Regions from separate parts of the Mus musculus genome. Here region 1 is linked to region 2. The links are chromatin contacts, called in public Hi-C maps. All regions are on one chromosome and are shown on one strand. Each heading gives the region's core, a stretch centred on a gene start, on an enhancer-like site or on the middle of the called end of the contact. The rest is flanking DNA. Distances are from core to core; before and after follow the strand shown.

What was found. Hi-C and Micro-C count contacts between places; a contact is called where the count stands out from the background.
Region 1: a contact with region 2 is called in a Hi-C map of muscle stem cells, with 2.8 times the contacts expected there. The contact joins the enhancer-like site here to the promoter of Capn6 in region 2. A contact is called at or near these places in 1 of 39 promoter capture datasets (the 3T3-L1 cell line), 6 of 484 Hi-C or Micro-C datasets (the N1E-115 cell line, muscle stem cells, myocytes and 1 more) and 2 of 9 other capture datasets (adipose tissue and liver).

What each region holds. Positions count from the first base shown.
Region 1 is chrX:143,884,565-143,888,936 of GRCm38.p6, reverse strand. The region is part of intron 3 of Dcx (doublecortin); the gene reads left to right. Among named protein-coding and RNA genes, the nearest start is that of Dcx, 46 kb to the left of the region's middle. Within about 2 kb of position 2,991, at least 19 of the 459 cell types and tissues checked have an H3K27ac peak or open chromatin away from gene starts, as enhancers often do. A contact at or near this core is called in muscle stem cells, where this site is marked.
Region 2 is chrX:143,825,654-143,829,918 of GRCm38.p6, reverse strand. It overlaps Capn6 (calpain 6), which reads left to right and starts at 2,507. Exons shown (of 13, transcript NM_007603.3): 1 at 2,507-2,710.

The DNA of each region.
Region 1 (4,372 bases), core at 1,742-4,241, 59 kb before region 2:
CACTAGGTTTGCTTCCCTGTGTGGGAGGTAAAATGGATTTAGAGGGTAGAAAAGAAAGGTCCTTTTGTGAGGGGGGGGGGGAGAATACAGAACTTTTACTTAGTGTCACTCTTAGGTGTCCCAAGGCCTTTTCGACAGTTGTTAGAGAAACTCTTAGTATTGGCATTAGCCATAATTCCTCAAACATTTGAAATTTTCTGAAGTTTAAATGAATTTGGCTCATTAGACTGAAAAAATGTGAAGATAATCTCAAAGAAGTGGAAACAGTTCTAAAGGCGAAGGTTAAAGAACAGTAGTTGCTCTTTAATATCTTTTACCAGATGTTAGGTGACATGAAATGTCATTACATCAGGTTCAGTTCTGGTCCTCCATGGGGGTCTGCATCCTGTCCAGGGGTCCGAGGTTGCTTAGACAGGACAATGACCAAACACTTGAGGATGAACGAGCTTATCAGCATTCTACGGCCAACTAACCCTTTCTTAGCAACCAGTCCTTGGTCATTACTAATGCATTTTGCCTAGATCCTCTCTAGATGAGGACAAATTTAAGTGCGTAAGTACACAATCTTAAATGGCTCGAAAAGGAACTGCTTTGAGTCAAAACTTGGAACAGTCAAGCAGTTTGGATGATTCCATAAGCAGTGTCCAAATTTTAATTTTTGGAAGACTAAATGTAGGTTATAGACAAGAAGAGGATTTCACTGTAAAAGCAGCAAGTCAAATGAGAACAACCCAGAGAAAGGGATCCTTGGAAGATAGGGACCGTTTCTTTTCTTTCTTTATTCTTTCCTAAAGGTTACTATCATCTTCCTAACAGTGAGTTAACAGTTTCCTAATAGTGAGGGAGTGAAGCATCTTGAGCATCTAAATAAAATTTATTCAATAAATGAACAAATTGAGAATAAATTTTTGACTATGTGATTAACTCTGAAGTATGTTAGAAGTATGTTCATAATTCAATGGTGATCCTTAACTGTATAATTTATAAAATAATAGTTTTTTTTTTAAAGTACTACTAAGTAGGAAAGTCAGATGCTCCATAAGAACAAAGAGAAATAAAGCAGATGTCTTTTGCTTGTGAGTTCTCCTTGCGCATTTCGTTCCTCACTCCCTCCTCTTTCCTCCCTCCTCTAAAATAGGAGCTACTTCACATGCTTCCCTTGATGCCTGTGTGTTGTGAAGTAGCTGTAATAGCTTGTCTTAACAAATATTGATCGTTTTAAAGGTATAGCCATAGGAAATACCTCTTTGTGTTCTAATCTGAAAAACAAAACTAAAACCCACAGAGAGTCAAAGTGCATTTGCATCCTTTACCAGATAAAGAATCTAAGATGTCTCACTTAAATCACTTGTCCCTGATCACACTGCAGTGTATGATTGAACCTCCCATGCTTCACGATTCTGGAAGAGAGGTTTGTTAGGGAAACAACAGTTAGTTCTAGAACCGTCATATTAATTCTTTGGGGAATTGTTGGAAGATCCTTCATTATTCCGCTTTCTAGGCACATGAGACTGACACTCGAAACTTAGGAAAACTAGACATTGCCTCAACATCTACTCCCAGCTTTCTTAAAATGTGAAAACAGTTGCTTACCTGGGTCTAAAGTGCTGTAGTGTAGGACACCTCTCTGCTTCTATTTATGGTCAACTGACAGCTTGCTGTGCCCCCCTCCCAACACCCCCCACTCCCCCGCACTCTCACCTCTGTTCCCCGTCTGTCTGTCTGTCTGTCTGTCTTGTACAAATTCACTGACTTTTTTCTTTCCTCGAACTGACACCTTCTTCACAGAGATTCAGGGGGAACCAGCGTCAGTGTAATTATCAACCCCCAAGCCCTATTGGTCTCTTAATGGAATGAGGAAAACAGGCTTGTAGTAAAACCATGAATCTTAGAAGGATGCCTAGACTAGAAGAGGTTCCAAAACCCAGACGGAGGAGGGCTGAGTCATTAACCAGTAAAGCAGTTGGAAACTAGGAAATAAACTTTTACTGGGTTTGAGGTAAGGCCAAGGGTCAAAAAGTACATAGCAATAGACAATAGGAACATCTGTAGGGAGATGCTCTGTGAAGTGTGGTGTACTCTGTGGCATGCACAGCTTTCACAAATGGCACACCCCAACTTATTATGACCACAATGCTCAACAAAAATTCCCCAATGTCACTGCTCTAGAAGCTCTACACTTGGCCTTGTGGCTTTTAGGATTCACCATTTCGAAATCATTCTCCAAGCAGCAATCTCGGAATAATAAGAATTATCACACCTCATTCTTCCGAAGTGTTCTCTCACGTTGGCTCACCACCTCCATCACAGTTAATGGAACTGCCAGAATTTCCTTATATGCCACTCAAGTGCAAATGCTAGTGTGCTTCTGCTCCTGGGGTGTAGTTTTGACGACCATATGGTTTACATCTAAATTGAGGACAACTGTGAGCAATCTTTTGCTTCTTGGTAACTGCATTCTAAAGCATATGAATGCACTCTAAGTTCTTGTTTACCTGCCATTTCTCCATTCCCCTTTCTTTACCACTTTCATTTAACAGTATCCTTTATACTGGAAGGGGAAAAATGGATCAAATGACATATCCAAAGGCCAGGGAAGAAGAAATGGAGGAGAAACCTTGGCCAAGGCAGTTTAGTGACTATATGAGCCATGGTTGGAAAAAAAAAGCAGGGAAGGAATTGTCATAACCTGGAATATAGAAGAGGTGAGAAGAGCATCTGTAAAACAATATTAATATTGTTGAGGTGACATCCACACCGCTTCTCTGTTTCAGGGCACAACAATTCCTTCCTCCTTTGTACAATAGTACACACATGCTCCAAGACTTCCCCTCCAGGCACATTCTCCACTCTGCCCTATTCTTCACTGCTACATGACCTTGTAAGCTGAACCTAATGAGGAGGCTCCCTTTCTGATTACAGTGGTGCTTGGCCAGCTGAGCGTAGGCCAGGAGGAAAAAACTTAGTGAAATTAGGCTATCTATCCCCTGGCACCCTGCCTGAGAGGTCGCTAGCTATCTCTACTAAAGGTCACGACTCGTGACAGTGAGTCCTCTTCATACAACTGACATTCCCTCCTCCTCTCTGAGTTCTGGCAGCTGCTCCTTTTTCTTTAGTTTAAGACTGGTAATGGAGCTCACTGCTGATGTCTCTGTGATACCACAGTATCTCCTCTGTGTATTCTTTCTCCACTTCTGCAATCTGTCCTCTTTGCTAAACTCTACTTAGGGTATCCACTCTCTGTTTCATATATTTTTGCACAGAAACCTTGACTGAAAATCCTATGGAACTTCTTGATTTGTTTCTCCCTTGACATTTTAGGGCAGGGAGAACAAAATACAAAATTGCAAAGGAGAAGATAATATGTAAGGAAATGTAGCAGGTTTATGGTCATTGTATGTTCTCTGGACACACTGAGAAGCTCCTAAGAAAAATCTCAGCACATTACTGATAGCCTTCTATACCTTTTACCAATTGAACAGTCATGCTTTTTTTTTTTTGTACTATCCAAAATCAGTCATGAAAAAAAATCTTTAGAGGCTATGATTCTCCTGTCTACTCATTCCTGCAAAGTTCAGATCTTTGTTAAACTCTAGCAACCTGGGAGGCAATAGCCTGAGGCACACTCAGGTCTCTGCATTGCTGTAAATCAGTTTGCACTCCTTTGCTTCCCTTGGACTTAGTTTGCAGAGAATGAGCTTACATCCTTTTGCTTCCCTTGGAATGGAGTCTCAGGAAGCCTGGGAAGGGGGGTACAGTTAAGCCTCTGTGATTCCACAACAGCTGCCAGCTTTCTGGCTAGAGTGTATCTGCTCATTAACTGTGTCCAACCTGGAATGTTTCATACTGTCAGAGCTAGAAGAGTCCTCGGAAATCAACCAGTCCAGAGACTCTCAGAATCTCGAGATGGGCTTCAGGGACATTCTTTACAACCCTTCCCCCACCACAGTCCCAGTTATACTGAAACAGAACGATCTAGGCACATTTTTCCCCCTTTGGGAGAAGCCATAGATTTTGTCAAATTCTCCAAAGGATTTGTGACAGGAAGAAAGCATAAACCTTGACAGTTCAGCATCATTACTTTACAGGAGAGGAAGCTAGGTCCAGAGAGAATGCAGTGAGCCAGAGGCAAATATTCACTTTCAACGCAGCTTTCTTTACAAAAAAAAAAAAAAAAGGTATTTTTTACTCTATTTGATTCTACAACTTTGCCTTTACCATGCCGTGATCACAGGCAGCAACAGATAACTGTTATATGCAATAGATGATTGCAATCGGTCCTGCAAATGCGCGCTCCTTCCTTTTTAATTCACCTTACTAAACAGAACCTGAAATTGTGTGGGCCCGGGGCCAATCTAAGAGTTTAATGGTG
Region 2 (4,265 bases), core at 1,258-3,757:
GGAAAGTCAAGACCAGTGAGCATGGCATGAGTCCTTGGCGGCAGTATAGAACGCACTGTTAAGCAGGTCATGGATGAGACTTTTGAGAGAGCGGAAATAACTACAGGTAAGCCTGAGCTCCCCAAAGCAAGTCATGCCTAACTAAGCCCATTTCCTTTCTGAAAGGGCATCTATAAGCGCAGATGACAGAAGCACCATTCCTTAGGGTATCTGAATTTCAGCAGGACAATCTGAGAAGTGTTCTACATACTTATAAAGAAGATGGAAAACCTAGAAGGTGGATAATAGCAAATGACACATGGATTGCTTCAGGTCTGAATGAGCTCATTAAAAGTGATTACTAAAAAGAGAAGAATCTAAGGTAGCACTGACAAAGTTTACACTATACTGTGTTTCATTCAACGCCTATATTAGAGATTAATAAGATGTGTAAATACTAGTGTAGAAATGCATTCACTTATTACATGTATATAATAGATACATATACACACATACACTCACACTCACACACACACACACACACACACACACACACACACACACACGTCTATACAGATATCTCTGTTAAATGTCCAGGAAATATGTTACCAACTTCCTCAAAAACACACTTAATAATAATACGTGATACTGAAAATAAGGTTTGAGAAAAGCAATAGATTGAAACACATAAGTAGATGGATTTTGAGAATAGATACAAGCTCACCATGGAAGTTAAATATAACACCAGTTGTACAGATACACAATGAAGCACACAATAAGAGTTCATGGAAGAAACAACAGAAGGTTTTAATTAAGTTGTAAACTACACAGAGATCAGGTTTGTGCTCAAAAGACAGCAAGCTCAAAAAAAAAAAAAAAAAAAAAGGATCTGGTGACTATATCCAATGAGGCATGCTGTAAAAGGCCTAAGCATGCTTATCTGATCAGGAATGGCTTGGTAGATCTTCTAAATGGCTATTGTGTAAAAAAAAAAAAAAGAATTACACATAGTTTGTGTGAACCTAACGTGTTTGTTCAATCTAAGGACAACAGTTTAACAATTGGGGAATGGTCAAATATAGAATAAACTGCTTTACATAAGGGATGAGTTTTTTTTTTCAGCTTATCTGGAGGCTACTTCAGCACTGAGCAACAAGGTAGAGACTCTTTAATGCTAATGTTCAGATTCTACTATTTCTTACTTACTTGAAAATTATGGAGATTGAAATGATGGCTGTAGATAAGCCTAGAGTAAACATCCTCCCTTAATTACAATGCCAAAGTCCTACATAAGTCATATTTGCTTAAGAAATAGCTTGCTCTTGAGCCAAATTGGGTGACAATATTTAAATGTCCAATTCTCCTTCTAGCCTTTTGTATTACCCCAACTCTAGACTGATTTCCATCTAGTATAAAAAAGCCACAAAGGAAATGTCAGAGGAGAGTCTTGGAGATTTAGTTATAGAAATGTTCAGATCTGTTTCATAAAACAAAATATTGGTATGCAGCCAGTGAGTAGGGAAAGCATACTTTTCCCTCTCCCCTTCCCTCCCCACCCCCTCCTCCCTCTTTTTCTCCCTCTCTTTCTCCCAACCCTCCCTTTTCCTCTACCTGTCTTCCTTCACTTCTCAGATCTTTAAATAACCATAGCATGGATTGGTAGAGGCGTAGAGACAGAGAGTGTTAATTTTTGATGCAATGGTAATCAGCACACAGGGCAGGAAATCTGTCGAATGAGAAGATGGTGGTGTTAAAATTTTGTGAACGTGAAATAGACACCCAAAATCATCAGAATCGCAGCCTTTAAACTGTGTCTCAATGAAAACCTCAGGAAAGGCAGATCCGGGCCTCAAGTGGGATTCAACAGAGTTATTTTAGAGCGGGCTGAGCATGCCACTAACACTTCTTGCTTGGTCTTTCACAGCAAACAGCTATTTGCTCTGCCTTTCACCAGACACTGCTTGGCAGAATCTCGACACTGCACTGTTGCTAGAAATCGAGCTTCTAGCAGCTGCCATGGAATCAAACTCCACTCACCTCCCTTCTCTCTGCCTTTGGCCAAATGTTACTTGCTTTTTCACAAAGTGACCATTATCCTCCTGCAACCTATTAGGTGCCCTTTCATTCCCACTTGATGCCGAAGTCCCCGTTGCTATCATAGAAGTGGCTATTAGGGACATGTCTGCAGCCTAGCTCACTAGAACTTTGCCAACATTCGAACATTTTTGCTCTCCATGTTCTCTCTTCAGTAATGTCCATGTCTGCAGCCCACCCCCCCCCCTCCGCCCCCGCCCCTGGGACAGAGGAGTTAGAAATCTATCAGGCCCATTTCCTGAAAGTCCTATTTCTCCTTGAAACAGAAAGGCCTTTCAAATGTGGCTTTCTGGGTTTTCCAATTTACTGGTGGGTGGATCTGGAGTGGGCATCCCATCTGCACATCTGGCAGGGCCGCCTTCCAGATTTTCCTCGTGACTCAGGATCAGTTTCTGAGTGCTGGGCGGGGCAAAGGCTCCTGAAGTTGCTGTGAGGCACCTCCCCCTGTGAGCAGAGCTTGGTACAGCCCAAATAGTTTCCAGGTTAAGAAAGCCAGAATCTTTGTTCAGCTGCACTGGCCGAACAGACTTAGTGGGGTTACCTGGCTAAGAGCAGCAGCAGCAGCAGCAGCAGCAGCAGCAGCAGCAGCAGCAGCAGCAGCAGCAGCAGCAGCAGCAGGGTTCCTGAGCTAACTCAGGTGAGTAGAGCATGCGCCCACAAATTTAGTTTACAGTTTTATTTTCAGAGCAAAGGAACTTAAGCTGTAAAGTTAAACAAACTTTGCACCTATTAATGTTAGGGTTCGTCTGGATAGAATTGTGTACACGTTTACGCTAATAGCCGTTTTGAAACATCTAAAATGAGTTGGAATCTGGGGGGCTCAACGCAGTGATTTTGATGGTTTTGCGCTAAACGGTTTCTGGGAGCGAGCTGGTCCGTTTTTCTGTGAATGTTCTGTTCGTAAACACTTGGTCAACAAGAACAAACCTGGGAGAAGAGTGTGAAGAGAGAAGCTGGCTGGCTAACTGCTTCATCTATTTTCCTTGGATGCAGAGTGATAGGCAAAGTCTTGAAATTCAGGCACAATCACGGAGCCACACTCCGTGCCTACATTCTGTAAGAGTTTGAAATTGTGTGCACAGGCCACTGGCTGCTACACAATGAAGGAGTGGCTGCCTAAGCTATCTTAACACCCTGTCTGCACAGCCTCGGGACCTTCCTGCCCGGGTGACAGGTTGATCTTGCTATTCTGTTATCAGTTCCTGGGCCTGGTTTGGTTTCCCTCTGATTCTATCTTTGGTTTAAATTCTGAATTGCAGTGAAGGCCCCATCCCCCACTCCACCCCACTCCACTTTTGTTGGGGCTTAACTGGAGACTTGACCAGAGCTGGCTTCAGCCAGGGTCAGGAAAAGGGAACTGCCACGCATTGCAATGGAAACAAGTGGGTGTGAGAATTTAGAAAAAAGTTTGGTAAAAATCACATTGGAAAATGCTGATTGTTCTGCCTGTCACAGCAAAATGCTTCATGCTTTGTATTATATTTTTATTAAACTTCAGCAAATGATTCATTTGCTCATCTCTGTTGTGGAATTAAGATCTCTCTTTATGGCCTGAATGAATAAACAAAAATTTGGGGGTGTTACTAATTAACAACTTCCTCGTGTGTTTCTGTGCATGCTCGCCCCCTCTCTTGCTCGTGTGTGTGTGTGTGTGTGTGTGTGTGTGTGTGTGTGTGTGTGTGTTCACACAGGCAAGCAGGAACGCATGCACATATACTTGTGCATATACTTATGCACTCATGTGCTTGGGTATACACAAAGGGGCGAGTATTTTGTACTTGAGCAGCATTCTTTATTCGTTGTGAGAGTTTCCAATGGTCCAGGGAACAGCTTAAAGGCTTACATGGTCAGGAATAGGTTAAAAAGCAGACTTTCTATATCCTTGCAAATTTTCCGTTCCTAAATTTAAAAGCAGAAAACAGCTCCATTGTGACCCCAAAAGTTTCTTTGGTTAGCCTTGATTTCAAATCATATCACCTTCTGACAGTTTGCAATTCAAATGTAAGACTTCTATGTACATTGTTGCAAAAAGAGAACAATATATTTTTGTTCTTTCTGTCTGCATGCTGCCCTTCTTCTCACAGTTCTTCTTTTTTGTTTCAAAATATACTTTTGGAGAAAGCATCAATAGGTCCCCATTCTAGTACCAACTCTCTTACTATGTAACCCTGGCAAAGTCTCTTCACATTACA